Regions from separate parts of the Anser cygnoides genome. Here region 1 is linked to region 2. Evidence: chromatin contacts called from public Hi-C data. All regions are on one chromosome and are shown on one strand. The core of a region is the stretch at or near the end of the contact, and the rest is flanking DNA. Distances in the headings are between cores, read along the strand shown.

Region 1 (3,111 bases), core at 594-3,093, 40 kb before region 2:
AAAGGCAGACACCCATCTTGGGGAAAAAGGCTGGACTGAGGGCCTGGCCAGATGCTATAAAGGAGTCAGCGACCCCAGCCAGGCCACGATCCCTCCCGGTAGCCCCATACCTGGCAGCGGGGACACTGCTGGTGCAGGTCTTTCCGGATGCTGCACTGCTCCGGGTGAGGCAGCACCAGGGAGCTCTTCCCCAGCAGCCGCTGGGCGTTTTCCTCCGCCGTCTCCAAAGCCCGCAGGCAGTGATCGCAGGCTGTGGGGAGAAAACACAACCAGACACCCAGTGAGACGTGTGTTTAAGGGCCATATGATACACAAGACAAGCATGCTCACAGCCCGGTGTTTAAGGGACTTATGATACACGTGACAAGCATCCCCATTTTGCTGATCTCTGGTACAGCTCAGCCAACAGCAGGGTCTACGCAGGGCATGGCTCGGCTTGTGTCCAAACCCCACTTTTGCATTTCTTTTCTCCAAGTCACACCACATCTTCTCCTTCTGCCCTAGACCCAAAAGCACCAGCCCAGCAGAGCAGTTTAAGCCACAAACACTAAAAAAAAGTTTAAATCCTTGCTCTTCCTACCAGCGCTCTGCATTTTCACACCTCCAGAGAACACTGGCATCCTTGTGGGCTGTACCCTGTGCTGGGATAATCGGGATTGGCACCCAAACCACCCAAAAATCGGGGTCTCCACCCTCCCAGTGGCACATGGTGCTTTTTTCCAGCTCGATGGCTGGGTGTTTATCCCCTCAAACCGTGCCTGCTCCTTCAGCTTGTCGACAGCTCAGCGCAAAGCAAAACGCCAGCAGTGCCGCACGCCTGGCGGTGCCGAAACCAACCCAAAACCCCTTCCTTTGGGGAAAAAAAGAAAAAAAAAAAAAGGCAAGTTGTCGATGAAGCCGGCGGCTGCCATCGCCTCACCTCGGTAGTTGTACAGGGCGTTCCAGAGGAACTGGGAGGCCACCACCGGCCGCTCCACGAAGACGGTCTCCCCTTTGCGGATGCTCCTGGTGGCGAACAAGCCTTTCCCCTGCGAGGGATGAAACGTGGTTCAGGGGAGCCGGGAAGGGGCCACGCACCCCAAACCGAACCCCACCGGGGAGGTTTTCACCCCAAAACCGAGCCCGCCCGGGCACGGCGCTGGCTGAGGCGAGGCGAGGTGCGACCCCACCGAGGCAGCGCCGAGGCTTCTCCCCCCTCTCCCAACTGGATCCGCTGGGATCCATCAGGGCTGTGGTGGCACCGCGGGGCCAAGGGAAGGAAGGAGGAGAGCTGAGGGACAGCGGGAGGGCAGGACGCCCCTCGGGCCGGGCTCACCTTGGCGCTGCTGATGAACCGAGCCTCGGCCGCGGCCCCGGGCTGGGCTCCCGCCGCCGAGCCGCACACGTCCCCCGCCGCGGCGGCCATCTTCGGGCGGCGACTTCCCCGCTCTGACCCGCTGGGGGCGGGAAGCGCTTCCTCCTCCTCCTCCTCCTCCTCTTTCTCTTTCTCCTCCTCCTCTTCCTCCTTCTCCTCCTCTTTTTCCTTCTCCTCACCGGCCCGGGGCCGCGGCCGCCCTTACCCCTTCAGCCCCGCGGCCGGAGGGCGGGCGGGGGCCAGCCGCCATCTTAGCCCTCCCCTCACCTCGCCGCCACCCCGGTCCCCTCCAAAAACAAAAAAAAACACCTCAAAAAATCCTCCAAACGGGGCCGGGGAGCCTCCACTGGCAGCCGGGAGCACGACTGGCTCTCCACTATAAATTACTGTTTTATTTTAACCACCTTGACGGGGAAGGACAGCCCCTCTCAGGCGAGAAGGCGCTGTGCCCCTCACGGTGTGAGGAGACGTGTCCAGCTGCCCTCAAAACTGGCCCAGCCTTCTGCAAAATAAACACAAAATTTGCACACGTTAACATGCGCCCTTGCTTTCCGTTGCTTGGCCGTCTGCAAACGCCTAAAATCCATGAAAACAGAGAGTTTAGTTGTATTTAATCATACTTTAATTCATGCCGGCGCTGCCAGAGCCCGCTTGCACTCAGCCCCGCTCCTTGATCGCGGCTTTGGGAACGTGGGATGGTTTACTTTGGGGAGCTTTGGGTTTTTTTTCGGTGTCACTAGGTGTCACTGTCGGCTTGTGGTTCTCCTCCAAGTGGTTAAAATCCTTTTAGCTTTTTTTTTTTCCTGCGAGCCCCTGTTGGGAGCGCTGCTCTGCAAAGCCATGCCCGCAGTCCTGCAGACAAGGACGCGTGCACAGGTGAATAAATGCTACCTTTTGACTACTATTTTAATAGCATACTCACGCTAACAGCAGCAAGAGTAGCCATTAATGTAATAATAGCGCTATGTGTCCTCTTTCTGTAAGGTTTCAGTGGGAAGTCATAATGTAGGAGTACCAGCTTGAGCCATGACCCAACCCTTCTGCCCATGCTAACCCAATGTGGCATTTCTTACTATAAATGCAGTCCCAATTCTGCAGGAATTGGACAAAAAATATCTACTTTCAACCTTAACATGGGCTATCAATTTCCATTAAAAAAAAAGGGGGGGGGGGTGGGATGGAAACACATGTGCTTTTTTTGTTTGAATAAATTTCACATTAAAATTCAAGTGGTTGGAAATGTTTCCCCCCTGCTTTCTGACACTTACTCACAGGTTAAATTTCAGCTCATCAGTTTAAAAGCTGCCCTTGCTCAACTCCAAGTATTCAAGCCGAGGTCAGTGCGCAGGTTTACCAGCAAACACACAAGTGTGTGAGGGGGAAGTGCTTGTGTTTGTATTGGCATGTCAGGAATGAGAATGGGTCAGAGGAAAGCACATTTTGATGTCTTCTGCTGTTTGAAAGCGGCCGTTACTTTTTGACAACAGGAGTCTTATTAGGAGGTTTCCATTTTTTATTTTTTTTTTAAATCAGTTTCCCGGGAAACACAGAAAACCAAGCACAACAAAAAGGATGGACAGCCCATCCTCGGCAGCTGTGGGGCAAGAAGCCACCAAGGCATCGCTGCCCACCTAGAAACCAAGGTGATGCCAAACCCTGCCATCCCCACCCAGTCCCATTTCTTTTTTAAAATACGCTATTTTTATTAAGAAACAAATCAAATAAATAACACTTACCAAGAAAAAAAAAAAACTTAT
Region 2 (3,517 bases), core at 384-2,883:
GAACAGGCTCTAATTGCGCTCGGCAATTTTCAGATGGGGAGTAACGAGCTTAAAGTGCAGCAGGGGAGGCTTAAATGAAGCATTAGGAGAAGTCTCTGATGGAGAACGGCGAAGTGCTGGGCCGGGAGCGAGGAGCCCCGGCGTTTCGGTTCGGGGACGGAGCGGCTGAGCACCTTTTGGGCAGCCCGGTAAGAAGCATTTGTCCTTGATGTGGCCCAGGCTGGGCGGTGGGAGCCAGCGACCGAGTCTCGAGTGCCAAAACGTCTTTCCCGTCATCACAGGGAGACGGAGAGGCTCAGTCCTGCTTCCCCGGATCTTCCTCTTCCTCGAGCCACTAATTACAGCATCGTTACTTCTTCTGTTACGAAGAACTCTCGCTTTTCTCATTTTCTTCCCCTTCCTTACACTGGGTGACCTCGCAGGCCGTGCTGCCGGTTGGAGCCGAAGCTGTCGGAAGGTTTTTTAGGTCCTGGCGGTGCCAGGGTGAACACAGGGGCCGATGCCGTCTGCATTTCGATAATCAAACGCGTGTTCTCTCTCAGGCGTGCGATCGAAGAGCTGGCAGGGCTTATCTGTGGGTGTTTTGTAGACGTCCATTTGCCTCTGGAGGAGAAGCAAGCCTGCTACTCATTTACCAGGGTAACTTCTGGATCTGGAGACGGATTAACCTTTGCTTCGTAGAGGGAACCATCCTCTGAATCGAGCAGTTTGATGCTGCAACTTTGACTTAGCTGCAGCAGGGATTTTTTTTTTTTTTTTTCCCCTCCCACTCTCCTGATCTGGAAACTTCAGCTCTGCAGCTCCTGGAGCTAAGCAAGCAGCCTCGGTGCCTCCTCGGTGCCCGTCGTGGCTCGGTCAAGTTTCACCTGCAGCGGGCCGTGGGGAAGAGAGCATCAAAAGCCGTCGCATTTGCAAGACCGGCAGTCTCACCCTGTAATTAGTCGAAAGGTCTGTAATTAGAAGGAAGATGCCTTACAGTTCAGGTTTAAATCAGCCTGCAGCGAAGACAGGTCTGGCACGGCTCGTCTCGAGCTGCCTGCTCTGCAAAACCCCTCCCTTTGTAGAGCGAGGAAGCGGCTGGCTCGGGGCTGTTTTGAACTTCGGGGAAGTTTTCTGTCGTGGGTTGTTCTTGCTGACCCGTCGCTGCAAACCTCCCGTGCTTTACCCGGGGAGTTTCTGTCCTCAGCCCTTATTTACGTGCCTTCGTCCACCGTGCCTTCACCCGGGCTCTGCTGTGCCTTCACCCGGGCTCTGCTAACCTCTGGCGTCTGCGGGGCTTTGATATCAGCTTGAATGGAAGTGGGAGGAGAGAGGGAGGCCTGAATTAAAAAAAAAAAAAAAAAAAGGCAGTTTGGTGTTTGTTGTGTTTAGGGTTGCGGTGGTCAAGAGTTGTTACGGGAGGAAGAAGCTCAGCAGGTTTATTTGAGGCAAGGCCTGGGGCTAAAACAATCGGTTTGAGTATTTTCAGCCTTTCCCACAATGTTATCAGAGCTCCACAGGTCCCGCTTCCTGCAGCGTGAATCGGGATGATAAAACGGGGCTGCATCTTGTGCCTGGCACTAGGCAAAGAGAGAAGTTGCGCCCTCTTTTTTTTTTTTTACAAATCGTCACCGTTTGTGGATTAAAGCCCTTTCCTTCTGCTTTCACGGGAGGAAAATGTAAAACCTTGCCCCACCCGGGCTGTCACTCCTCTTTCCGTAGTCAGCAGAGGCCAGATATTGACCCGACTTCTTCGCTCTTCATCACGCGCTCATAAAAAGCTTCATTTCTGCAATGCTGGAAATTGGAAGAAGGTTTCGGGGCAGCTCCGCGCCCCCAGAACCAGGGCACCGCGGATCACGGCAGCGCTGCGGGCGAGTCCGTCGCAGGAGCCGCCGGGGTTGCATCTCCGCTGTTCTGCGTCCGCACCAGCTGCAAAACTTCGCGTCTGCCTTGGATCAAGCACAGGGTAAAAAGGACCAGGGAAAGAGCCGGCTGTTTGCCCCTCCGGCCCGAGGGTGCCTTGGGTGCGCCCCTGGGGGTGCTGCCGCTCCCTCGCCTCGCCCCGTCGCCGCATCTCCCGAGCCCACGTGCGACACGCTGGCGCTGCTCCCTTGCCAGGAGCCTTCGAGGGTGAAGAATGACTCGTGAAGTGCCTGTTCCTGCCCGTTCCCTGCTGAGCGTGTGTTTTCCGGGAACGGACGTGAGGCAGGACGGTGAATCAGGCCCTGAGCCTGCACCAGCTCAGCCCTGGTGAGCCCCATCTGCCTTGGGGCCGTCCGGGCAAGGCACAGCCCCGCTGCCCCCCCCTTGCGAGCCGTTAGCAGCTCACATCTGCCTGCACTACTTCTGCTTTTTGCTGCTATTTTGTGCCTGTGGTTTTTGGGGGGGGGCAAATCTCGAGGCTGTGTCTCTGTTTTCGTCGGGACGAGGGGGCAGCGCGGTGCCGCGTTCCCGAGGGCGCGTCCGTCCGTCCTGGGGCAAGGATGGCAGGTTCGTGGCGCTGGGAGCGGTGCCCAGCCTCTAAAACCCTGTCTGCAGGTACTGGGGGGGGACCTGTGTGCCTCAGGGGCTTCCACCCCCTCCCAGGAGCCCAGGCAGGGGTGTACAGCGGATTCCCAGGCTGTCTGTGGAAATCCTGGCCCCAGGTGATGGGGCACAGCCCTCCTAGGGCCCACAGGGGGATTTTCCATCCCCCCCCCCCTTCAGCGCAGCTCTTAACCTCGATGCATTACGGCTGGATTCGAGCCCTGCCCTCCCCGAAACCCTGCTTTTTGCAGCCCAAATGTGGTTTTCTTTATCTGCAGAGCACAGTTACCACCCCCCCCCCCCCTCCTGCCCGTGGGCTGGGCTGGAGCTCTGCAACCGCAGGGCTGGGGTGGCTGCACCGAGCCTCGAACCCAGGCTGCGAGCCGGGGGGGGGATCCTGCACCCAGCGAGCTGTTTCCAATAGACTTTCCAGCCGGCGGTTGCTCAGCAATATTTTCTTTTTCTCTCTTTTTCTTTTTTTTTTTTTCTGCTGGGAGGCTAAAATGCGCCTGGGAAGCGCTGCCAAACAAATAAACGAGGGCAGAAAGGTACCCGCTATTTATTTTGGCTGGCGGAGCTGCGTGCTGGGGATGGGAGGAGGTGGGTGAGTCAGCAGAGATCTTCCGTCGGGCCGCTGCGAGCGGAGGTTTCCCTCTAGAGGAGCGCGCCGGCCTCAGCGCCGCGCTTCCAGCGTCCTTCCTCCGAGAGAAGCAGGATTTCTGCAGGATTCGTGCTCCTGGGGAGCGCGGGTCCGCTGCCAGCACCGCGCCGGGAACCAGAGCAGGGAGGTTAATGGTGGTTACTGGTGTAACTGGTGCGTCGGAGAGCCAGGGGGCGAACGCTGCTGGGAGGTTGTACCCGAGAGCAGCTTGTGCAGCCCCTGAGCGAGCCCCGGCGGGCACCGGCAGGAACGGGGACGGGCGGTGGAAATCCCCCTTTGGTAGGGGGCTTTTGGAGGAGGGATGTTCACCAGGAAAAATAAATAAATCAAAGATGGACTCGAGCTCTG

The links. A called contact is a pair of places that touch in the nucleus more often than the background predicts.
Region 1: a contact with region 2 is called in a Hi-C map of liver, with 13 times the contacts expected there. The contact joins the promoter of SMYD5 here to the enhancer-like site in region 2. A contact is called at or near these places in 2 of 7 Hi-C or Micro-C datasets (both in liver).

Annotation. Positions count from the first base shown.
Region 1 is chr4:1,903,637-1,906,747 of Taihu_goose_T2T_genome, reverse strand. It overlaps SMYD5 (SMYD family member 5), which reads right to left and starts at 1,843. Exons shown (of 13, transcript XM_048045611.2): 1 at 1,316-1,843; 2 at 920-1,028; 3 at 111-250. The coding sequence starts at 1,405.
Region 2 is chr4:1,862,972-1,866,488 of Taihu_goose_T2T_genome, reverse strand. The region is part of intron 3 of RAB11FIP5 (RAB11 family interacting protein 5); the gene reads left to right. Among named protein-coding and RNA genes, the nearest start is that of RAB11FIP5, 15 kb to the left of the region's middle. Within about 2 kb of position 1,633, at least 1 of the 3 cell types and tissues checked has open chromatin away from gene starts, as enhancers often do. A contact at or near this core is called in liver, where this site is marked.